3 separate regions of the Mus musculus genome follow, and regions 2 and 3 are each linked to region 1. The links are chromatin contacts, called in public promoter capture Hi-C maps. All regions are on one chromosome and are shown on one strand. The core of a region is the stretch at or near the end of the contact, and the rest is flanking DNA. Distances in the headings are between cores, read along the strand shown.

Evidence for each region. Promoter capture Hi-C pulls out the DNA fragments that hold promoters and counts their contacts.
Region 2: a contact with region 1 is called in a promoter capture Hi-C map of pre-B cells, with 4 times the contacts expected there. The contact joins the promoter of 5830448L01Rik here to the promoter of Mapk8 in region 1. A contact is called at or near these places in 3 of 39 promoter capture datasets (liver, neutrophils and pre-B cells), 1 of 484 Hi-C or Micro-C datasets (CD4 T cells) and 2 of 9 other capture datasets (adipose tissue and liver).
Region 3: a contact with region 1 is called in a promoter capture Hi-C map of neural stem cells. The contact joins the promoter of Bmpr1a here to the promoter of Mapk8 in region 1. A contact is called at or near these places in 1 of 39 promoter capture datasets (neural stem cells) and 2 of 115 datasets of contacts at active chromatin or transcription factors (extraembryonic endoderm stem cells and large pre-B cells).

Annotation. Positions count from the first base shown.
Region 1 is chr14:33,444,795-33,449,291 of GRCm38.p6, reverse strand. Mapk8 (mitogen-activated protein kinase 8) reads left to right here and starts at 2,134. Exons shown (of 12, transcript NM_001310454.1): 1 at 2,134-2,277.
Region 2 is chr14:34,672,866-34,677,362 of GRCm38.p6, reverse strand. 5830448L01Rik (RIKEN cDNA 5830448L01 gene) reads left to right here and starts at 2,695. Exons shown (of 1, transcript NR_165636.1): 1 at 2,695-4,392. Wapl (WAPL cohesin release factor) reads right to left here and starts at 3,435. Exons shown (of 19, transcript NM_001004436.4): 1 at 3,003-3,435; 2 at 1-409. The coding sequence starts at 387.
Region 3 is chr14:34,499,813-34,504,309 of GRCm38.p6, reverse strand. It overlaps Bmpr1a (bone morphogenetic protein receptor, type 1A), which reads left to right and starts at 1,764. Exons shown (of 13, transcript NM_009758.4): 1 at 1,764-1,915.

The DNA of each region.
Region 1 (4,497 bases), core at 885-3,384:
CACTCTATCCCATATAGCTCCTGAGTAAGCAACACAGAAACATCAGACTTTATTAACAAACTGCTGGCACTGTGCAGGACAGGTTCTGAGCTTTTCCAACCCCCACCGTTAGGATATTAATAATAAGGTAAATGCCCTGTCACCTGCCATCTGAGTCTGGTTCTGCTCCATGTCTGTCCTCAGCTTCTCTTGGCCATGTGCTCATGGTCCATCCTGACTCATGGCGACCTCCTTCTTCCCTCTCCTCTGTCCTCCTCTTGGTCTCTACTTGAGATCCACTCACTCTCTCTGAAGTCCTGCCTTCCTCTGTCCCCTGCCCAGACACAAGCTCTAGCCTTTTATTCACCAATCAGAGATTACTGGGGAGCATTCTTGACAGCACAATGCCCACTTTCAGACTGCAGCCTGATCTTGGGGTGCAGAACTCAGCATCTGAATACACAGTGCACAAGACCAACCCCAACAAAAGGGTGCTGTCTTTGCCACCACAGGGGATCTATACATGTCCTGCAGTACCTTTGACCTATGAACTATAAGTAGAAACATACTCTGGAAGAGAAGAAAGTTTTTAGTAAGAATTGTAGAGGGAGAAGAGGCCCACCTTGAGAGATCAAGAAAAGCATTCTGTGATAAGAGGTTTGTTTGTTTGTTTTTTGTCAAGATGTCAGTACAATCATGCTCTCCACTGCTGAAGACATACCAGGGCCTTCCCATTACACCTGTAATAAAAACACCTCCAACACAGGATTTTGTTTTTATCAGTCTTCTCATTTTGCAATGTCTTCTTTGGTGTCCCAATAGAGCTGGCCTGTCTTCAGTTTTCCCAGTCTACCCCGTTCTGGAACTCCTTGTTCGCACATCAAGTTAACTCGGACATAATCCCTGGTCAAACCTGTTCTCAAATTAGGAGGCAGCTCCTTAGAGAAGGCTTTCCTGGCCTTATTAATACATTGGTTCCTTTCATAGTTGGATGTGTCCTTAATTTGCATTTTAGTGTCGATTTGATTTGGTGTATAGTTTATTATCTTGATACCACAAGAATTCTCTATAAGTTCTACTTATTGCTAGTGCTAGTACACTGCCTTTAAGAGAATAGGCAAGCAATAAAATATTTACTGGAGAAATAAGAAATTAAAATTAAAAAATTGCTGAGAGATAAAATGGGGGGAGAATAAATGAATGAGTGCTCACATTTGCTTCATGATAGCATCCCTGGAGAAAGACCATTTTAACATGTAATGGGAACAGTCTACCTGAATTTACTCAATACATATTTGTATATTTTGGAAATCACAGTATACTACACAGGTGTAAGAGAGACTGCCCTTTATTTCCTACTGTCAAAGCAATTGTCATACTTTTTTTCCAAGTTTAATATACTGTGCATGTAATATATTTTATATAAACGTAGAATCATTCTATATGTATGTGTTGCTTCTTTCTCTTAGTGATATTCTCCGTTGTTGGCGAGAATGCCTTTGAACTCTTTAAAGTGCTAAATATATTTTGCCTCATGAATGATAGTGATTTAAATACCTTTCCATCCATTGTCGAGGCTCGTCAGTTTATCCGTGAATAGTTAATATTTGCGAGAGCCGCAAGGACTTGCAGGTAAATCAGGTAAGGCAAAAAATCTGGAGCAGGAGGGTTTGGGGGGTAAAAGGAGGTAACTTCTTCCAGGGAGCTAGAGAACATCTACTCCTTGGTGGGTGGTAGGCCCTTGAAGAGTATCTGTCAAACCAGGACTCTCCGTGGTTCAGGTGTGTGCCCTGGCACGCGTGCCTGACCTTCAAACACTAACCCCTCCTCCCCGCGAGGCTAGCAACCATGCAGGCTTAAGCTATGACTGGTGTTTCGCCGCCACGCGCCGCCACGTGCCATCGCAGACCCGCCCCCTGCTGCTCCCGGCCCCGCCCCTCACACGCGGCCGCCCAGACGCTGCTCGCGGCCCCGCCCTCAGGGGAAAACCTCCGCTACTGCAGCCCGCCCCCCAGTGTAGCCACGCCCAAGTCGCGGGGCCACGCCCTCGTAATCCGGGCCCCCGGGGCTGGCCCGCCCCTAGGCCGCTCGCCGGCGCGGAGGCGGGGCCCTGCGCGATGACGTGGGCGGGCGTGCGCGTTGACGGCCCGCGTCTCTGTTAGTCAGCGGAGCGGCCGAGGCCGGACGTTGCGGCCGAAACGCGGAGCCGCGAACAGGATTGAGTAGCGGCCGCGGCCACCGCAGGACGGCGCCGTTCTCCGCTACGGGCTTCCAGGTCGCCGTTGGCTGCACTGCCGGGTGAGTGCGCGGGCGCCGCGGCTCGGGCGGCCGCCGCTTTTCCCCGGCCGTGACCCCCTCCCGGGAACGCGCGCGGGGCGGGGGCGGCGCGGGAACAATAGCGCGGGCGGCGGGGGCAGCGGGGGGCGTGGTCCACTCCGCGCGACCTGGCTTCACCGCTCCGGCCGGCTTCCACGTCGCGCGGGGGGAAATGGAGCGGGTGGGCGGCAAGTTCGGAGGTGCTCCCGCGGAGGTCGGGCCGACGCGACCGTGCATACGTCTCCCGCACCCACGGGGAGCGTGTTTTGACTGTGGGCGGTTTCTTTGTGCGGACGTGAGTGCCGCGACGCCGAGAAGAGCCGGGTGGCCGCGAGCGCGCCGGCCTGCGGGCCGCGCCTTGAGAGGGGCGCCTGCCGCTGACCTTTTGACTTTCCCCCGCCGCTGTCCCTTTGTCTTGCGCTTGGGTTCCTAGTCCAGACAAGGTAGAACCAAGTCCATTGTAAAGTACCGTAAGGAACGCATTACATTGTTATTCCCGAAAGTTTCCCATCCCACCGGGAATTTAATATCATGTTGACTGCACAGTGTCCGGTAGTTTCTATTTTTACTTCTGAAATTAAGTGATCTTTTCAGTAGAATTCTGGTCTGCCGGTCTATTGTGTTTTGAGATCAGCTTCCACCAAGTACCTGGTCAGTTAGAACATGTTTATTTCATTCATTCATTTGGCAACAGTTAGTGCTGTATCCAGGTGGAGAAGATGTGAAGGCCAAGAGAAAGACCCTTAAAAATTAGGGTAGTATGGAACAGAATAGATGTGCCTTTAAATGAGACGATTATGTAAGGGATGTATGTTAAGTAAGGTATTTGGCTCATTTGACTGGAACTTCCAAGGATAGTGTTAGGAAGAATATCCAGGTTTGGCTTAAATATACTACCTTTATTCTTAAATCCCACCCCCCCCTTGTCAATTTTCGTATCATTGGTAATGGTTACTTCAGTTCTCTTATTGAGGCTGTTAAACTTGGAAGGTTTACTTCTGTGTCTGACGAAGTAATCAAAATGGTACTTAGAGGCCTATTTTGCATCATTTCCCCATCACCAAGCATGGAAGTCATACTCATTGGGTTGATTGAAAGACTTTTATAGACAAAAATTTAAAATAAAGCCTTAAATTCTCCACGAAGTTTCAGATGTGTCACATACCACTCTCAGTTGGCTAGATCATAAATTAATAGAGGATGTTACCTGTTAAAGACCACCAAAGGGTTTGGAATCACTTTTTCACTTCTAGGTTAACTATTCCTGATTTTTTTCTATATAGTTAATAAAATAGAGGATTATGGCTTGTGTGTATAGTCATAAAAAGTTGAGTAGCCATACTTAAAAGTCAGAGATGCTCCAAACTCTCCAAATGAAACACTTACAGTGTCTTGTAGATAAAGGGGATTTACTTGGTACTCTGTCATCAAAGTTGAGAACTTTGTCCACTTCTAGTATTTTAGGTAAGAGCTTTCTCTAGTCATGTATGAATACACCCAGACACAACAGTGATGTTTCATTAAGAATCTAGCATGATTGCATTTATCTCCCTTAAAAAAACTTATGACGGTGGGTGTGCCTGCATGATGTTTTTGTGGGGTGGGGTCACACATGCCACTGTGTGCATGTGAAAGCCTAAGAGCAACTGTGTGGGCTTCATTCTCTTCTTCCACCTTTCTGTGGGGTCTGGACATGGAACTGGGTTCCCCTGCTTCCAGGAACCTTTACCCAGTGAGCCATATTTATCTTTTTGTGACTATTATTTCACAAGGGTTTCGATGATTTAAGTTTGAAAATCAACATGTAAATGTATCTTACAAATATTTCTAGTAGTTCAGCGCTGCTTAATTTCTTTAGAGGTGCTTACTAGAAAGGTTAAATCTTAACTTGTATTTAACCAACTCACAAAGCATATGGGTTTAAAAATCCAAGTTTTGGTGCATTTCCACTATTTGAAAAGTATCTTTTCAGTATGAAAGTAGTTCAGATGAACTTATTTACTGGTAAGATAGGAATGAAAAAAAATAAGAACATGACTTTGTTACTATAAGATATAGATCTTGAGACAGCAAACTTTTATTGCTTTATCTTGTTAAATATATTGGGTTCTGGAAGGGACTCCAGAATTAAGAAATTATTTGAGTGATTCAGACTCTACAAAGGTTCAGTTAGGTTGTTTTCTAAATTCTGTTGTTTAAACA
Region 2 (4,497 bases), core at 1,446-3,945, 1.2 Mb before region 1:
AGCAAAACTGTCTTCACCCACCACATGACTACATTTGCTATTAGCTTCAAATACAGAAGTGACTTCTTCCAGCTGAGCAGCCTCACTAGATTCTGAGTAAGATGAACCCTTACCCTGGGCTAAATTTTTTGAAGAAACAGGTAGAGACTCATCATCACTATCAAAACCAAAGGGATCTCCAGTATCTTCTTCTTCTACTTTAGGTTTCTTCGGAATTTCTTGAATATCTGGTTTGAAATTGGGCCTCTTCTGCCCTAATTTAGCCATAAATGTGGTCTCACCCCATTTTGTACTAAGAGTAGTCCGTTTGTTGGAAAAAACTTCATCAAATTTTGAACTGCCATTTCCTCCTTTCCTACTGTAAGTTTTTCCAAATCTGGATGTCATTTTGACACCTGTTTCATATTCCCTGTGAAAAGAAATTTAAGAAAATATAATCAGCAAATTTTTAACAAGTTTTAAGCACTCTATAAAAATAAGACCCTAGGACTTCCTTATATAGTTTTCAACATTCAGCACACAAACTTTGAAACTAGTCTGAATAAGTGAGCTGAAGAGGTTCGTTTTCCATCCTTTACTTCCATACATCAGGTTTGGTGGTGTTTTGGCTTGTTTTTACAATAAGGACATATTCATATGAAACTTACAATGTTTAAAAAAAAAAAGCTTACTACTAACCAACTCACAATGCAATACCTACAAATCTAACTTAAAACATGCAAATTCCATATCTTCATACACAACTTAATCAGAATAGTGTAAACACCCAAAAACAAAATCTTTAGTCACAATATATTAAGTTTTCCAGGATCTAAACAATGTCAGTTGGCCAAACTTAGTTCTTTGACATTTTTACAGCTCCTCATAAAGGGTTAGAAAAACTTATTTTCTCATAGAGTACAATCTGTAGCTTCTACCCAAGCTTAAAGATTCTGATTCTTAGACTAAAGTGATTTTAACTGACTTTAAAAAGCTCCTTCAATGGTCATCTCCCTAAACTCAAGAAACCATTCTTCTACTTCCTGTATCTCATTGCTGAGTAACATCTTTCTGAAGTTGGAGAACTCCATTTTACAAAGGTACATGATTTATTATTATAAAATAGAAATATATAGCCTTGATTTTCCTCTTCAATTTACAAACTCATTTACCTGATTTACCCAAAAATATACTGAAAAAATTTTACAAGAAAAGTCAAAAAAAAAAATCAAACACTTTAAAAAATATAAGGTATAGTGCTTTTATAGCACAATCAATCATTATCCATTTCTTAACACTTTGGCCTTCTGCAGTTTAAATATCAATTTATCAATTCTAGGGGGAAGGTAAGCAATTACTTAAGGGCTTGGAAAATCTTCATTACTTGGAAACTTACAATAAGAATAATATTTAACTTATATTTTCAAATATTTTTGAGCTACACTTTTAGTATTTCTATTAAGTTCTTATAACTTAACGAATCACTATCCAATTTAGTTCAGCAAATATTCAGAAGACAACTCACCACCACCCTAATGTTTGAAAGGAAAACAACTCTGATCAGATAAAATAATAATTTAGTCATCGTACACATCTGTGCTAAAAGAAATTTTAGCTTTCCTCAGAGAGTTTCCATTTTGTAGTTCTGAACACTAACAAGCTTCATTGTCTTTCTTGTTAAGTATAGCCTATTAAACAAAACCAAGTGTAATTGGGCAGCTGCCAAAGGCAAGAAAAGTCATTTCTTTAAGCTGACTACAGACACGCAGACCTACACACATATATACATTCCAACAAAGTTGGAATGTTTTGGGCACACATACATGGCAATCATCTAAAAATGCTGACTAAAGCCAAAAAAAAAAAAAAATCTAGACTTGATCTTCTTTATGACATCTGAAAAACTCACCGTAAAAAACAGTAAAGCATTCACTGTGCAAGATTAAGATCTGCAAATGAATATATGATACTGAGCTAAGTAATAAGACAACTGTATTTTTAAAAGATCACGTCTCAGAAATATTCGCTGATGTATTAACATCATTAAATATTGATGAAATATCAGTGATTTTTTTAATATTAAGGAATGGGGAGCGTACTGATTAGAAAATATGGTTGAGTTATTATGTACAGAATCCAGGAGATATGAGTACAAGAGTTACGTGATTGCTTTTACTGTTTTCCATAACGTCCATTTTAAAAAGTCAGCAGACTACTGCGATGGCATTATCTAAGCTTAACATATGTACAAATTCAGCATATATATTTGGCATGACGTTTTACGCACATTTCAGACACACTATCTTGTTCTGGCTTCAAATTTCACCAACAGTCCTAACTAAAAAGGAAAAGAAGGTTCACAACTGATTGTTTTCGATTTGGGAGGCCTTCGCTTCATCCCAAAGCCCAGCTGACTTTTGATGGAAGTGCACTGCGATTTAAATTAGGGAAAGGGTATACAAAACAACCAACCAACCTCCTTACACTGAAGCTGTAAAGAAACCTAGCCACTTCCAGGAAAGACACCCAAGGTAATGCATTAGGGGGGCTTCAATAAAGAGAGGAGAGTGGAATGGGCAAACAGAAACCCTCACCTGAGGCTGCGAGTGCGCCCGGAGGCTGGAGCCGAGACACCCCTCGGGCTGGACACTCACGCAACTTTTCTCCTCCCAACCCCCACAGCCTAGGAAAGGGATGTCGCTTCGGACGCCCCGGAAGCTTCTGCTACCGAGTCCCCGAAGCAAGGCCTCTCGGTGACGGCTAGAGGCGGAGGAGACGACGGGGAAAAAGAATTCGGGACTCAAATCAACCGGACCGGGTTTGGAAAAGAGAAGTCAAATCAAGTAGCCGGAGAAGAACTCAAAAGGCAAAATTAAGAGGTGGGAAGGGAAAGAGTTTCTTGCGATCCTCCGGTGCCCAACTTCCTTAGAAGCCAGGTGAGCAACGAGCCTCGCGCCGCCCCTGCCGCCTCCACCCGCCCCAACTCACTCCGGGCCTAGGCAGCCGCCCGAGACCTCACTTACCCTCGGCGCCTGGCGGGTGCTTTGGCCTCGGGCCGCCTCCGCCTCTCCGGCTCCCAACGGCCCGCGGGCGGGCGCGGGAGCCCCGCGCGAGAGACCAGTGCCGACCGGTGCCACCGAGAGGGGCGAGGGGCTCTGCTGCCGTCACAGTCCGCGGCTCCGCTTCGGTAAATAGGAAGCTCGGGCGACAGGGGGGGTGGGGGGTGAGCGGCGGCCCCGCAACTTCCCTCCCCACCTCAGGCGCGCCGGCCGGACAGGGCCTAGGCCTCCCTGGCGGCCGCCGCCGGTGCCGAGCCCGCTACGTGCCCCCGCTGGGCCGCCGCCGCCTTCTGCGCCGCCGCCTCCGCCGGTGAATGGTCAGCGCTGGAGTTTGAACAGGGCCCTGAACCATCTCAACGCCATTTGCGCTCCCGGCCCCCCACCTCCTTCCTCCAACAGCCGCTCGCTCCGTCACTCCGCTTCCCACAGGCCCCGCGCGGCCGCCCGACTCCGCAGCCAATCGTACGGCCTCTTACTCAAACCGCCGCGCAGGCGCCGCGCCCCGCACGCGCCGGCTACCACCATTGGTCGGACCGCGTGGCCCGACGGGAGTTGTAGTTCTCTCTTCCGCAAGGTCCTGGTGTCTAAAGCCCGGTTCCGGAGCTGGCGAACGGTATAGGTTCTGGCTAAGGGCCTGCTGGACTTCACCGACTCCGGAGCCAGTCCCAGTTCCTAGCCACGCGACGAGACGCAGGTGCAGCGCGGGAAGGCTCGCGGCACAGTGCAGGCAGCTGTGTCAATCGTTTCCCCTCCAGGGACCCTCCGGTGTCTAGGGACAGAGACTTGTGCAGCTGCGCCGAGCCTGCTGGGCCACCGCCCGGACCTTGGAGGCGGGGAACTTGGGGCCGCCTTTGACCTGGTCTGACGGTGCGAGAGAGCCAACGCAGGTAAACGAGCAGCGAAACCTGGAGCAGTCGGGTGCTGGTCTCCTCGCAGCCGGGATCCGCTTCAGCCGGCCACTTCATCCTCTCTCTCCTTTCTTGTTCAGTCCCCACTACGGAGTTCTGTCCCCTACCTGTTAGCAATGACACCCCACACCCCCACCCCACCCCCGCTCCCCGAGTATTTTATGTTACTAAGGAATTATCGTCATCCTTATCGAACGTGCTTACGGTAATGTGGCTTTAAATTTAAAACACACACACACACACACACACACACTAAAGTGTTGATAGGTAAAATGATCCAATACGTTTATTTTGTTTTAGACTAAGCCTCTGGAAACTGGGAAAGAAGGGAATAAATTAACTGAGGATGTCCTTCGATGTTGGAGCTGTGGGATATGTACACATATGCTATCATACCAGTATTTATGTCTCAAATTGTTCATAATAAAGTTTTGGTTTGGGGGGGACGGATTGTTTGTTTTGGTTTGGGTTTTCAACTAACTAGTCCCGGACAAGAAGGTAGTGAATGATGGACGGAGTATTTTTAAGTTTTCTTCTGCAGAGACTTTTTT
Region 3 (4,497 bases), core at 515-3,014, 1.1 Mb before region 1:
TCTTGGTACACTAAAGCTCCAACCTGAGATTCTTGTCTATTTCACAGACTGATTCTAGCCCGCAAATCAAATTAGGATGCAGAAGTCACACCATTTGGTTCACTTGCCATGGTCTTCTCTGTCATAACACATGGATAGGCATAAGGCCTTTGGCCAACGAGTTCAAATCTCTTAGAACAAAAGGTCTGCTCTTTCTTTTCAAATTCAAGAGGGGTGGTATATAGAAATATCCGGAAAGAAAAGTCACCATTTTTAGTGGATGCAAGAAACCTCTCTGATATCACACTATTCCTTCAGTGCAGTGAGAATATTGCAATGACTCAAGACCCAGACAGCTCAGAAAAAAGACGAGAGAATGTGACTCAAATGTAACAAAAGACAATGGAGGCACTGATGGCCCTAAAGGCAAAAGCTGACGGAGGAGAAAGGGGGCACGAAGGACAGTTAGTTAAAACTAGAATATAAGGGACTGTACATATTTTCAGCTGAATATGAGGGAATACCGTGGGATCTAAGTTTTGTTTTGCTTTTTCCCTCCAGGCCAGAATGTGTGTAAATACACAAGTATGAAGTGCCTGGCACAGTTTCTTCCTTCACTCTTTCTTCTGTCTATTTTAAACAATTTCCCAAGAGATTTATAGTTTTCTCAGAAAAGTGAATTAACAGAACGAATACGAAATATTTGTTGAAATACTTAAACGGAAGAGGTTATATATTTAACGACTGGTTTAAAAAGGGATTATCTTTTCCTTCTTCATCCACAGGCCACTGAATACTTTTAAGGGCATTTTGCATGGCGAATGAGAGGGGAAAGGGAGAAAAGAGGTAGTGACAGTTCTTTGCATTTTTCTAAAAGGATGGAAAGAGCCTCGGGAGGGTATCCGAGGTCACTCGGCTGAGCCAAAGGTGGATTGAGAGTCGTATTTATAGTCCGCTGACTTCAGTTCAGCCGGCTCTCGCCGCTCCTTATCTTACGCCCGAGGAATTCGCAGGCCCGCGGATCACAAGCCACCCCAGCGGCGGGGCCCCCGGGCCGAAACCAGGCTTTCGCTACGTGATCCGGAGAACGCGTGCACCTCCACGTTCCTCCCGGCGGGCCAGAACCAGAGAGCACCGGGGGACGGGGAAGGGAGGGGGTGAGTAATGAATGCAGTGTGCCTTACATCTTTCTTTGCAACCACAACTACGAGACGGGCAACCGATCCCGCACCGGGAGCCTCGGTGCCCTCGGAGCCACCGGGCCGCTTCTCCCGTGGAGCCCGAGCTCCGGCTCTAGAAGGAGTGTGCCCGCATCGTCCACTTCACGCAGCTTTGCCCCAGTGGGCCCCTCCGTCACGCGTGCGGTGGCGGCGGCGGCGTGCGCTGAGGGGCGACCCCCTCCCCTCGGCAAACCTGGCGCCCCCGTGCCGGCGGCCGGGCCTCCTTCCCGGCAGAGGGGCGCCGAACTCCACGGGCCCTTCGGGCGCTTCCGCCGAGCTCTCGGCTCGGTTCGTGTCCGGGGCGGGGCCGGCGCCCCGGCGCGGGTGCGCGCAGAGCTGGCGGGCCCTTCCCAGTGCGCGCGCGCCGGCGCCTCTTGCTCGCCCGAGCCGCCCCTCCCCCCTCCCCCGCTGCCCCTCCCCCGCCCCGCGAACGAGCGAGCGTCCTCCGCGGCTGAGGCGGCAGAGATTGGAATCTGCTTGCCCGCCGCGCGGAGGAGGAGGAGGAGGAGGGCGGAGGGAGGAGGGAAGGGCGGGGAGGGAGGCTCGAGCTCCCGCGCGTCGGCCCCGCGCGAGACGACGACTGTACGGCCGCGCGAGGGGCGACCGGGCCCGGGCCGCTGCACGCCGAGGGCGGAGGCCGAGCCGGGCCCCGCCGCCCCGCGGCTGTCCGTGCCCGCCCGCGCCGAGCGCCGGAGGATGAGTTTCTCGGGATCCCGGTGAGTTGGCGGGTGGCGACGGAGTGCGGGTGCGCCGCGGGAGGCCGGCGAAGTTTGGGGGCGACGGTGGCGGCGCAGGGGAGGCCGCGACGCGCCTCCGCGGGGCCTGCGGGAGAGACCCCCCGGCCCCGCGGCCCGGCCCGCCCGCGCTTGCCCTTTTGTTCGCCTTCGCACCACTCCGGGGACGCTTCTGGAAGCCTTAAATGGGAACGGTGCTCTGCTCCCGCTCCGGAGCTGCGCGGCGGCTGCTGCGGGGACTGGGTCTCGGGACCCTGCTAGAGAACGAGAACGAAGCGTGTTCAGTGCGGGGACGGAGGCCGGGCGAAGTGCTCGGCCCGCCCGCCAACTTGGCTGCGGGAAGGCGCCGGGTTTCCCCCTCCGTCCCTGCGAGTTGGTTCACCTGTTGTTCTGCGCGGCCTCCGCTGCCATGTCTGTTGTGATTCTGCACTTCGATTTCGTAAAACTTTGTGCTGGGTTGCGTTACATCCCCCCAACCCCCGTTTCAGACTCCTAGCGGAAAGATCTGGCAAAGAAAAGGAAAATTAAAAATTAAAAAAAAAAAACCAAAACCAAAAATCCCAAACCTCCAACGCGGCAGGGAAGAAAAATAATAACGCCGTGTGTTAGTCGTGCCTGGCGTTTTTGTGACTTGTAAGTCGTGGTGTGGATCTTTTTCATTTGGTTAAAGAGCTGCAGGCTTTCTCTTTTAAACAGCTTACAAACCGTTCTGACTACATGATACGAACTTAGCACCGGTGTCACGCCATTTACTTCTTAAGATAACCCTGGTTATTGTATTCTTTGTTGCTTTAGAAGAGGAAACCGAGACGCAGAGGTTTAAATAACTTAGATAAGTGAGCCGGGATTGAACCCAGGGACGTCGTATTCAAGAGTATGGCCTTCTTACTAAAGCAAAATTGTGCAAAGACCTAGGAGCGTTGTCTAGTTATTCACGAACTCCTGTGTTGCTTCAGTTGTAAACCGACTTGTGTTTGCTCGTGAGGGGAAATTAAACTTCGAGATAAAATAAAAGGTAATTTAATGCTTATCATTGTTCTCGAACTAAAAGATGTTGAACAAAACTATCTTAGTTTTTGTTTTTTTGTTTTTTTTTTAGTGTCAGAACTAAACTATGAACACTTCTTGGGAACCCAGAGTTTATGGAAAACAGATTTAAAATTGGAATGGGTTTTTAATTAAACCTGTACTCTGTTTTATATCCTCGCCGCCGCCCCCCCCCCCCCAAATCTAGGGGGAGACCTTTTTAACTTTCTTTCCTTCTCCCTACCCTTTTAAGAGTGAAGAGTTCACTGGTTGATCTTTGGTTTGGATTTCTTCTCCATTCTATTTTCCTTCTAGAGGACCTCCTCCCACTTACTAGTTAACATTTTGATTCATTTCCTTTTCTTACCGATTGGGGCATGAATTATCCTCTCTGTTGTCTTGTTGTTTTTGTTGTTGTTGTTCCTGTTGTGTTGATACAGAGTTTCAATACATAGCTCAGGCTGGCCTTCAAGTGGCTGTAGACCAGGCTGGTATTGGATTTTTAAAAGTACACATGTACTTAGGATCTTATAGTTTACAAAAACTTTTCTATAATTTTGCTCTTCTCTCAGGCTGTTATATTTTCTTTTCAAATCATATTAACATTTTGAAGTTTTTTCTTACAAAAGTAATAAATAGTCACTAAAGAGAAATTGCAAAATAGAGCAAAATTGAAGTAAGATTAGAGTGCAGTCATCCATAACCCGTCCTGTGGAGGCTGCCAGGAGTGGACTTATTTTTCCTGCTCCGACTCTGGTGACCATCCATCGACTTAACTCCTTGTTGACAGGATTTCACATTCACAAAGGAGCTGTAGCTTAGTCCCATCTAAACACTGGACTTCTCACCCTTAAAACAGAACCTTGCCATGTTTTCATCAGTGTTTCATTGGAGGGATATGTGCTGTATTCTGACACACTAAGGGTGGGGGGCAACCACACATATTGTCCCTGGACCCGTGGAGCTTAAAGTCTAGTGGGGGAGACATGTGGAAGGATGAGTTCTATATAATTAAGTGTAATTGTGATGATAATTAAAGTGTAGGGTATTATACAGGCTTACAGTGGAGACCTGACCTGGTGCTGGTGCTGCTTAGAGAATCTAGGAAGACTTCTCTGAACATGTTACTTTGCATTCTGACATTTGTTAGGGAGAAGAATGAAGTGGGTGAAAAGGGGGCGTCAGTGCCATGGCGACCTTATTCCCCTTTGCCTTCTTTCTACCTCTGTTCTTCCTCCTTTCTCTTAACGATTTCCAGGTCTCACTTTTCCCATCACTTAAAAAAAAAAATGTTTCTTAGTCCCATGAATTGTTACATTCATTTCTGTGTGTATGCTTGCAGGAGTGAGCCTTTCCTTCTACCATGTGGGTCCTGGGTTCAAGTTCCGGTCCTCAGGCTTGGTTGGTGGCAGGCACCTTGACCTGCTGAGCTGTGTGGCTGGCCCGCCCATGAATTACTGTTCAGATTTTTCTGTCTGATTATTTCTCAAATCCTGATTCGTCTCTGAACTTGAGTCTTTCTGGTGCTTTATGTAAAA